Regions from separate parts of the Mus musculus genome. Here all the other regions are linked to region 1. The links are chromatin contacts, called in public promoter capture Hi-C and targeted proximity ligation maps. All regions are on one chromosome and are shown on one strand. The core of a region is the stretch at or near the end of the contact, and the rest is flanking DNA. Distances in the headings are between cores, read along the strand shown. Region 1 holds the start of Tmem132a (transmembrane protein 132A). Region 2 holds the start of 1700023D09Rik (RIKEN cDNA 1700023D09 gene). Region 3 holds the start of Tmem179b (transmembrane protein 179B).

Region 1 (2,633 bases), core at 52-2,551:
GTATTTCATAACCCGGTGAGCAGGGGAGGGTTTTGGAAGCTTGGTGTAGATCATACTGGAAGTGAGATTGTTAGTGAGCCAAATGAAAAAGCTTTCCTTCCCTCACTGTGGAGGGGTTATTAGGACCCCCACTGGTTCTGCAGGGTTTGGAGCAGGTACCTAAAAGAAGTTCCAGAACCAGCTCTCTCAGCCCCACAGCTGAGCTGGGACGGCGGGGCTTTTCTCTAGAGTGCCCCCCCCCCGCGCGCGCGCCCGCGCACCAGTATCCCTAAGGGTAACAAGTGAGTGACTGTTGTTGGTCCTTAGGGTGGCTCCGGTCCACCTTCTAATTCAATGTTTCCATAATTACAAGATGCTCAGTAGCCTGACTCCCACGGACTTCCATGGTCTCCCATCACGGAGAATCCAGCCCTCTTGATGGGGGCAGAAAGGTAGAGACTACTTCGCCATCTCCCAATTCCCATAACATCTTCCACCTTTCAGCCCCAGCTTATGGCAGGCACGCGGTAGCTGCTGCCCCTTTCGTACTCAGTGATGGGTGCACCCACAAGGGCTCGGAAAGGCAAGGCTGGGACTCTCCCAGAAGACTCCAATGTTGGAGATCTCCTTGGAACAGGGAGAGAGAGGGGGAGAGAGAGAGGGGGAAAGGGAGAGAGGGGGGGGGGCAGAGGCATATCTCTCGGGTCTCAGGCAAAGAGCCTGTTTTGCATTCCTGTGACTAACCAGCGGGTTTCTGGGGACTAGAACTGCAGGTTAGGAAGAGGTGGTGCACGGGGAAGCAGGGCAGCCGGGTTAGATGTCGCGGCTGGAGAGGGGCTCGCAGAGGAGTTGGGACCGGGCTAGTGAAGATGGGAGTGAAAAGACTTTAGGAGCATCTAGGTGGTGCACAGAGAAGAAAGCCAAAGGGCTGTTGGCTGGGAACCGGTTTCCCAAGGTTAGACCTCTCCAGGGCATCGCTCTAGGTTTAGTTCTAGAGTCCAGTGGCTTGGGGGCATCAATGGCGCGTGGCCTCGGACGGACAGGGCCAGGTCGCCCCTCCCCACCCCTCCCTTCCCTCTGACCTCTCACGACTTCCAGGGCGAGAGCCACCAGGAGGCAGAACCAGGCACCGTAGGGCCCCCGAGGGGCCGCAGCCTTGCGTTCAGTCATCGAGGCGCACTCCTTCCCACCAAAGGAGGGTAACCGGCGCGCGGCTCAGGTGGCTGCAATCTGTCCCCACATCTCCCGCGCCCGCTCCGCGCCAGCCGCTGTGGCCAGCTAGTTCCCTGCGCCGCCGGCCCGCGGCTGCAGTTCCCAGACAATGGAGCAGGAGCAGTGGGGTGGGAGGGAACGCAGGCACATGGGCTGTCCCCTTCGCCCCGCCGGGTCCTAGTGCCCTGCGGATCCCAAAACCCAGAGCGTGGCCCCGTGCCTAGGGTGCCTAGGATTGGAATAAGGCAGCGTCCCTGGAGACTAAGCAGATTGATGTCCTCTGCCAGGAAGCACAAGGTGCGTTCTGGGATTCCTCGTGGAAGCCGATGATCAAGGAGAAAAACAAACAAAACCCGTTTCCTCTGCCTCATACCCTCCCCACAGGCATCTCACCTGTGAAGGCATCTAGAATTCAGGGACATAAGAGAACAGAGCTGCTGGGGCAGAAAAGGAGAGGCCAAACCAGGCCAGACCACCTTAGGCCATCCGTGGAGGCAGCTTGTCTCATGCCCAAACCTATCCCAGAAAGAGTCCCTAAGGATGAAGGGTGTAGGCTGGTCAACCCTTCTGAGGGAGTCCTGACTCCCAGTGCCACCTAGCCTTGCCCTCAGGTAGTGTTGGGAGAGGTCCAGATTTGGCATCTCCATGGCAACTTAAAGAGGAAAAAGAAACAGAAACGTGCCCGGGCCTTACACAAAAGAGCAGAACCACCTGGAGCCACATTGAGAACCTTATTCAGTAAATTCCTGAGTCTGGGAGGGAAGCCAGTTTTTCCAGGTTCCCCAAGCTAGCAATATAAGCACCCTGCAGGAAGGGGCAACTTCAGTCCCAACAGAGCTGCCAGATCTGCAAGCTTTCCAAGAGAGTGCATGCCTCCCTCCAGAGTCCTAGGGGGAAAGGTACCAGGTACATCCTGCCTTCCTGAGCCCTCCCTTCCTCCCAACAGATTTCTGCTAGAAGTCCAGAAGGAAGAGAGTTTGTCAGCAGAGACTTTTGAGTAAATACATTTTATTCAGAAGAAGATAATAAAATAGCATGCACTTTAAAACCACCAAGCGCTGATAAAAACATATCACTGCAGCCATGATTCCACATCAAACCTTCAGTAAGAATAGGCATTTAATCTTCACATCTTGTGCTGGACCTGGCATGGGTCATCTCCCTCCACCAGGGACCTAAAGGCCAAGGCCAAGGCCAAGAGTGAGCAAGTGGTGGAGAGGGGTTAGTGGCAGGCTCACTCCTAGCCCTGCAGAACAGATCAGGGCAAAGCCGTGCCCTTCCCAGCTACTGGGACACAACACTGACCAACGCTTGCTTCTGGATGGCAGAGAGTGGACAGGGGTAAAACTGCAAGACAGCAGGTCCTCCTGCCCTTTTCAAGGTCCCTGAAACCCTCAAGGGAGATTCGACAATCCCAGCAGGGCCGTTGCTTTGTTTGCTGG
Region 2 (2,633 bases), core at 41-2,540, 2.1 Mb before region 1:
CTTCAGCAAAAAGCTAACCACTGCCCAATACCAGAACCAAAAGGGTTAAGTCAGTGACTCTGATGGGCCCCTACTGATAGGCAGGGTAGCTCCGGAGCTCTGTACACACAACTCCCCCCTAGAAGCGAGTAGCCAAGTACAGCAGCACTTCATAAGAGTTTTCCTTTGGACTAAGTGGGTTCATAATTGGGCGGCAACTTCCAAGACAGTACCCATAAGTTTGAGCCTGTTTTGTATCTTCAAATCAAGTCATGCTCCATGCCTACCAGCACCCCATCTGCTTCCCCCTCCCACAGCAGCATCTGGATCCAAGGCTGCAATAGTCCTAGCCACACCAGAAAAGTTTCCTAGAGCTCTTGGGTTTGACATTAAAGTTTCAGTCAACACTTGGGAGTTGGAAGCAGGTGAATTTCTTGAGTTTGTGGCCAACTTGGTCTACAAAGCAAGTTTCACAGAAACCCTGTTTCAAGAAACAAAACCCAAAACTAGCAACTTTCCCTAGCTACCTACCTAGCTGACCTGGGTCTACCAATTAGGCTTCAGTATGACAGACTGAGTGAAGTGAAGATCAAGGCTTAAGGCTCACTAGATCCCTGATTTTGTTTTGAGATGGTCTATGTAGTGTTCCCTATCTCTGAACTGGACAAAGTATTGATAGTAAGACTAAAGCTTTTTTATTTTATTTTATTATTTTATTTTTTTTGGAGGAAGGGTCTCTACATAGCTCTGGCTGTTCTAGAAATTTCTATAGAGCCAAGACTGGCCTCAAACTCAAAGATCTGCCTGCCTCTGCCTTCCAAATGCTGGGTTTAAAGACCTGCTCCACTACACCCGACTTGACTTTTTTTTTCATTAGTCAATTTAAAAGACCTTTTTTCATTAGTCAATTTAAAAACCTACGAAGGACAGGATTTCGTTTAATTCACACTTGGGTTTCACACTGGGCATGATACTGTGCTGGAGGAAGAAAAGTTCGCATTAGTTAAGGTTCCTGCTCCAGTGGGGCTTACATTCCAATTTTCTATTTCGTCATAATTCGTCGTGGAGATGAGAAAAGCTAAGAGGGCATAGGCCAGCGGCTGGCAAGGAACTGAGCTGCGACTTACTCGCTGCCGGGATCCCACCGGCGGGGACTGTGGGCCGTTACTCCCGTTCAGAGGCCAGGTCTCCATTCTTGTGTGTAGCCCTCGACCCTGCTCCTCTTGAGTTCAGTGCTAACGCAGAGGGTTTAGCTCCGGGACCGGGCCAGCGAAGAAATAGGAAGGCGGGGCCGGCCGATAGGCCATCCGGCCGGAGCTCCGGCCGTGGGCGGGCCTCGGAGGGCCTGGCCACGCCCCCGAGCGGCCGCCCTGCTTCTGCGCAGGCTCAGAGAGCGCGTTCACGTCCCGCGGCACCGCCCACATCCTGGGGACGTCGGCGGCGCGCGACGTGCTTCGCCGGATAAATGCGGTGGCGCCGGTCGTAGGAGAGATTCTGTCCTGAGCGCTAAGGCTCCTTGGCGTTTGGTGGCGTCAGGTTCTGCGCCTGAGCCCGCCCCTGTACCTGCCTGTGCCATGGCGGACGAAGGGAAGTCATACAACGGTCAGTGCGGGGCCTCGGGCCGGGAGGCGACGCGGTGGGTTGGGGTGGGCGGCCCTGGCCTAGGCCTCAGCCCGGGGGCGGGAGGCCGCGAGGAGCCCTACGTCCGTAGGTAGCGGTGGCCGCGCGGGCAGGGGGCGCGGGGCGCCGCGGGACCCAGGGGCTCCAGAGTCGCCCGGATTCAGGCGTTGGAGAACCTGTGGCTCAGGGGTGGGGTGACAAGATTCCTTTCAACTTTGAGGGTGGTTGATGCCTGTCAGTTCAGTTTGGCGGCCCGACTCTTCCTTTAAATGTGAGTCAGTAGTCGCTTGGTCGTGGGCTACCCTGGTGCCCTATTTTTCTTTTTCTTTTTGTGATACGATCAGTCTGTTCTTGTAGCTTGCTGCTTATTGTTTATCAAATTTCTAGTCGGAACACCTATCCTGACATGTTAATTCATTGTGGTGGTTAGGACACTATGACAGCTGAGGTTTGAATCTGGAGTTGGCTGTACTAAACCCGAGTGAGTTAAACTTTCAGGCCTTGTTTTCCGCCTCTTTCATGTGGGTACCTGTCTCCCAAGTTTGTGTGCATGTGCGTGTGCGTTTGTGTGCGTATGAAATAATTTCTACCAAGTGCCTAGAACACAGTAACTGGAGTGGGAATTTTCTTCCGTGAACCGTAGTTTCACTGTCTCTTAATGTATTCCTTTTTACTAGGGTTGCTTGGAGAGGATCGTTGTTTAGAGGATGCTAGATATTAGGTGGATTTCTTTGAAAGTTATACCTTTTTTGTATTTGTGTAATACTGATGATTTATCCAGGCCTGAAAAATAGCTACCCAATGAACCTTTATTTTAATTCAAATATAATTACTTGGTCTCCTTTCTCTAGCCATTCCCATTGTCAACTCTCTCCCCAAATTCATCCAACATGCAGAGCCCATTTAGTGTTAATGTGTATATATTTGTTTCTAAAGCTTACCATTTGGGATTGGATAACCATTTAGGGAATTCATCCCTAGGGAAGGCTAATTCTCCCTTACAGGGTCAGCCCTAGTATCCCAGGCTGGCCTCA
Region 3 (2,633 bases), core at 74-2,573, 2.1 Mb before region 1:
GGCGGGGAGGAGACGGACATGCTCTAAGCACATCTGTGTCCTCAGAGATAAGGGCCAGAGGAAGGGGATAAAGTAGGAACTTAAATGACTGACATGTCCCCTACAGAAGGACAGTCCCTGTCAGGCTTCCCTCCCTCTCCCGTTACCTAATTGTAAGGTTCAAGGAGATGATGGAATTGCAGAAAGAATTGGTGCCAAATCGAAGTATACAGGCAGACACTAAGATCAGGAAGATGGCTGTAGCTGAGATGGCCAAAGCAATTCGGAGCCCTATAGAACCTCTGAGAAAGAGAAAACAAGCTTGGTGGCCGAGGTGGGACTCATCTCAACCTCGGCCCTTTGTCATCAGTAGGGCAATCACCTGTGGGAGTCTTCGATGCAGCTGCTGTAGACCCAGAAGAAGAGAAGCAGAAGGCAGTAGAGTGCCAAGATGCCTGAAGCCCCAGCCACGAAGTAGCAGAGGGAAGGGGCTGAGGGACCTAACAAGGCCAGAGAGGAGCCATTGAGTGCAGCCACACCATACAAGGGACAGTTACCACCAAAGGAGCCCTGTGGAGAGAAGCTGTTAAGTCCATTTCAGTTCAGTACCCGAGATGTAGGTTTCTGTCATATGTAAGGACTAGTTCACAAGTTGAGATGAACGGGGAGACTGATGGATCTGCTGGGAACAAAATCTCAGGGCCCAGAAGGATCCGAATTCAAAAGGCTATAAATATAAGGAACCTAAGGGAAATCACAAGTTTGCCCTTCTCTGTGAGTAGGAGTTCTAAGTAAACGCTGACTTTGTGTGTCCCTTAACAATAAACTCTACTAATCTGTAAAAGTAGGTGTTTTAGACTCCTATAGTGATTCAAAGTATTCTATCACCAAAACTACCCAGCAGTAGGCAAGACTCAAATGTACACAGTTGTATGTTTCCTCACTTCACATACTTTGTTAACAATCACGATTTCTCTGCTACACTGTTTTTTTTTTTTTTCCACAAATGTTCCTATTACTGGGTGGATGCAGAGACGGCCTGTGTGTCTCAAAACCCTAGTAGCTTATGAAGCTCGACTGGAAGCTTGTCCAGTTCCTCTGGAGAGGAAACAACTTTGGAACGTTCTAACCCCAGGTCCAGTGTAGTCACCCTGTCCAACCCCCTACGCAAGCCTGCTGGACCCCAAGGCCAGCCCGCCCCCGCAGCCGCACCTGGGTCCGGGTCAGCGTCGCGGCCGCCAAAGCCCCGCACAGGAAGGCGGCAGTGAAGAGCAAGAGCTCAACTCGCTGCAACCAGGGCAGCGCCATGGCGCCCAGGCTACCAGGAAGACAACCACCCAAGCCCCGCCCACGAGCATAGACACGTCACTTCCGGGTGTGGCTTTATTCTCCGAGGCGCCGCAACCTCACAGCGGCAGGTACAGCGAGTAGTCGGAGAGCGCCCAGCGGCGGGCCGGGCGGCCGGTACGGCCGATCATGGGCAGCTTCTGCACGTAGCGGGACGCGGGGCTGGGCCCATATGGGGCAGGAAAGGCAGTTTGAAAGAGGCGCCCGCGGCAGCGCCGCCCGGCCTGACGCCCTGCGATTATAAACCGGAAGTGTGGGGCGCCACGGGGCGCGAAGCGGCTCTTCTGGAAGACGTCTCGCGTTCCCGCGCCGGGGCCCTGCTGACGAGGAGCACCCCGCGCCCGGTGTACGCGCGGTAGCGGCCTGCTCTCCGAGGCGGCGGTGGCGGTGGCGAGAGTCCCACCGCACGGGCTTTCGTCACCCTGAGGGCTGACCACGGCGCTGGCAGTCAGCTGCGGCATTTTCCGCACCGAATCCGGGGCAGCCGCAGGCTCCTTCTTGTCTCCGGGTGGTCGCGGGGCCGTGGGAGCAGGCTGGCCAGTGCCAAAGCGAGTGGCCAAGCTGTCACCAAAGAAGGAGTATAGCTCACGGTAGATGTCTGCCAGGGTCAAGGAAGAAGGGTCCTCTGGTCCCGCAACCCCTGATGGTGGCGGGAGACCAGACCCAAAACCTGTTTCGGAGCTGCCCCCGGGGGGAGATTCTTGTAGGAGAAGGCTGTCCCAAGGCAGGTCCTCCGCAGGACGGTACCCTCTCCCGCCAAGGCCACCGCGGTTGGGCTCTGCTGCCTGAGCTTTCATCTTCAATAGTCGTTCTACGGCCACCTGTAAACAGAGAGCTAAGAGGAACCTGGGCCCAAGAGCCATGGCAAAGTAAATCTGCTAAGCTCCTGCAGGAAAGAGAAGGTGGGACTGCTAACTCACCAGAATGGCTCCATACACTTTGTGCCCGTCCGCTTTGACCTGGGCATTAGATACGGAATAGTCATCCAGCACAGCCTGCAAGTTTGTCCAGTAAGTGGGCAGATGTGGGTAGAGGACTCGCTCCACTGCCTGGAATGCAAAGGACTGCAGTCAAGCAACCTTGTTCCAAATGCCCTCTTCAGTGCCCTTTCCCACAAAAGATCCACTCAATTTTTGACAGGGCTCAGTCCTCTATTTCCTTATTGACATATCCCACGTCTCTGGGATCTATTGTATGCATAAGCTTTTGGTAAGCATAAGGGATCAAAACATACAAATACATGCAATATTAAAAAGCCCCATTACTGGCATTTACTCTGAGCTATTTAGGCATAATTAAATCATTAA

Evidence for each region. Promoter capture Hi-C pulls out the DNA fragments that hold promoters and counts their contacts.
Region 2: a promoter capture Hi-C map of hippocampal neurons shows a contact between it and region 1, with 2.7 times the contacts expected there. A contact is called at or near these places in 3 of 39 promoter capture datasets (cranial neural crest, hippocampal neurons and second pharyngeal arch cranial neural crest) and 1 of 130 datasets of targeted methods (astrocytes).
Region 3: a contact with region 1 is called in a targeted proximity ligation map of astrocytes, with 5 times the contacts expected there. A contact is called at or near these places in 3 of 39 promoter capture datasets (cranial neural crest, hippocampal neurons and second pharyngeal arch cranial neural crest) and 1 of 130 datasets of targeted methods (astrocytes).

What each region holds. Positions count from the first base shown.
Region 1 is chr19:10,868,478-10,871,110 of GRCm38.p6, forward strand. It overlaps Tmem132a (transmembrane protein 132A), which reads right to left and starts at 1,302. Exons shown (of 11, transcript NM_133804.2): 1 at 1,062-1,302. The coding sequence starts at 1,149. It overlaps Tmem109 (transmembrane protein 109), which reads right to left. Exons shown (of 4, transcript NM_134142.1): 4 at 2,183-2,633.
Region 2 is chr19:8,755,679-8,758,311 of GRCm38.p6, forward strand. It overlaps 1700023D09Rik (RIKEN cDNA 1700023D09 gene), which reads right to left and starts at 1,291. Exons shown (of 2, transcript NR_132423.1): 1 at 1,107-1,291. Nxf1 (nuclear RNA export factor 1) reads left to right here and starts at 1,425. Exons shown (of 21, transcript NM_016813.2): 1 at 1,425-1,581. The coding sequence starts at 1,554.
Region 3 is chr19:8,773,144-8,775,776 of GRCm38.p6, forward strand. Tmem179b (transmembrane protein 179B) reads right to left here and starts at 1,324. Exons shown (of 5, transcript NM_026325.3): 1 at 1,192-1,324; 2 at 362-549; 3 at 147-281. The coding sequence starts at 1,287. It overlaps Taf6l (TATA-box binding protein associated factor 6 like), which reads right to left. Exons shown (of 12, transcript NM_146092.2): 11 at 2,247-2,375; 12 at 1,211-2,147. The coding sequence ends at 1,386. It also overlaps the pseudogene Gm2518.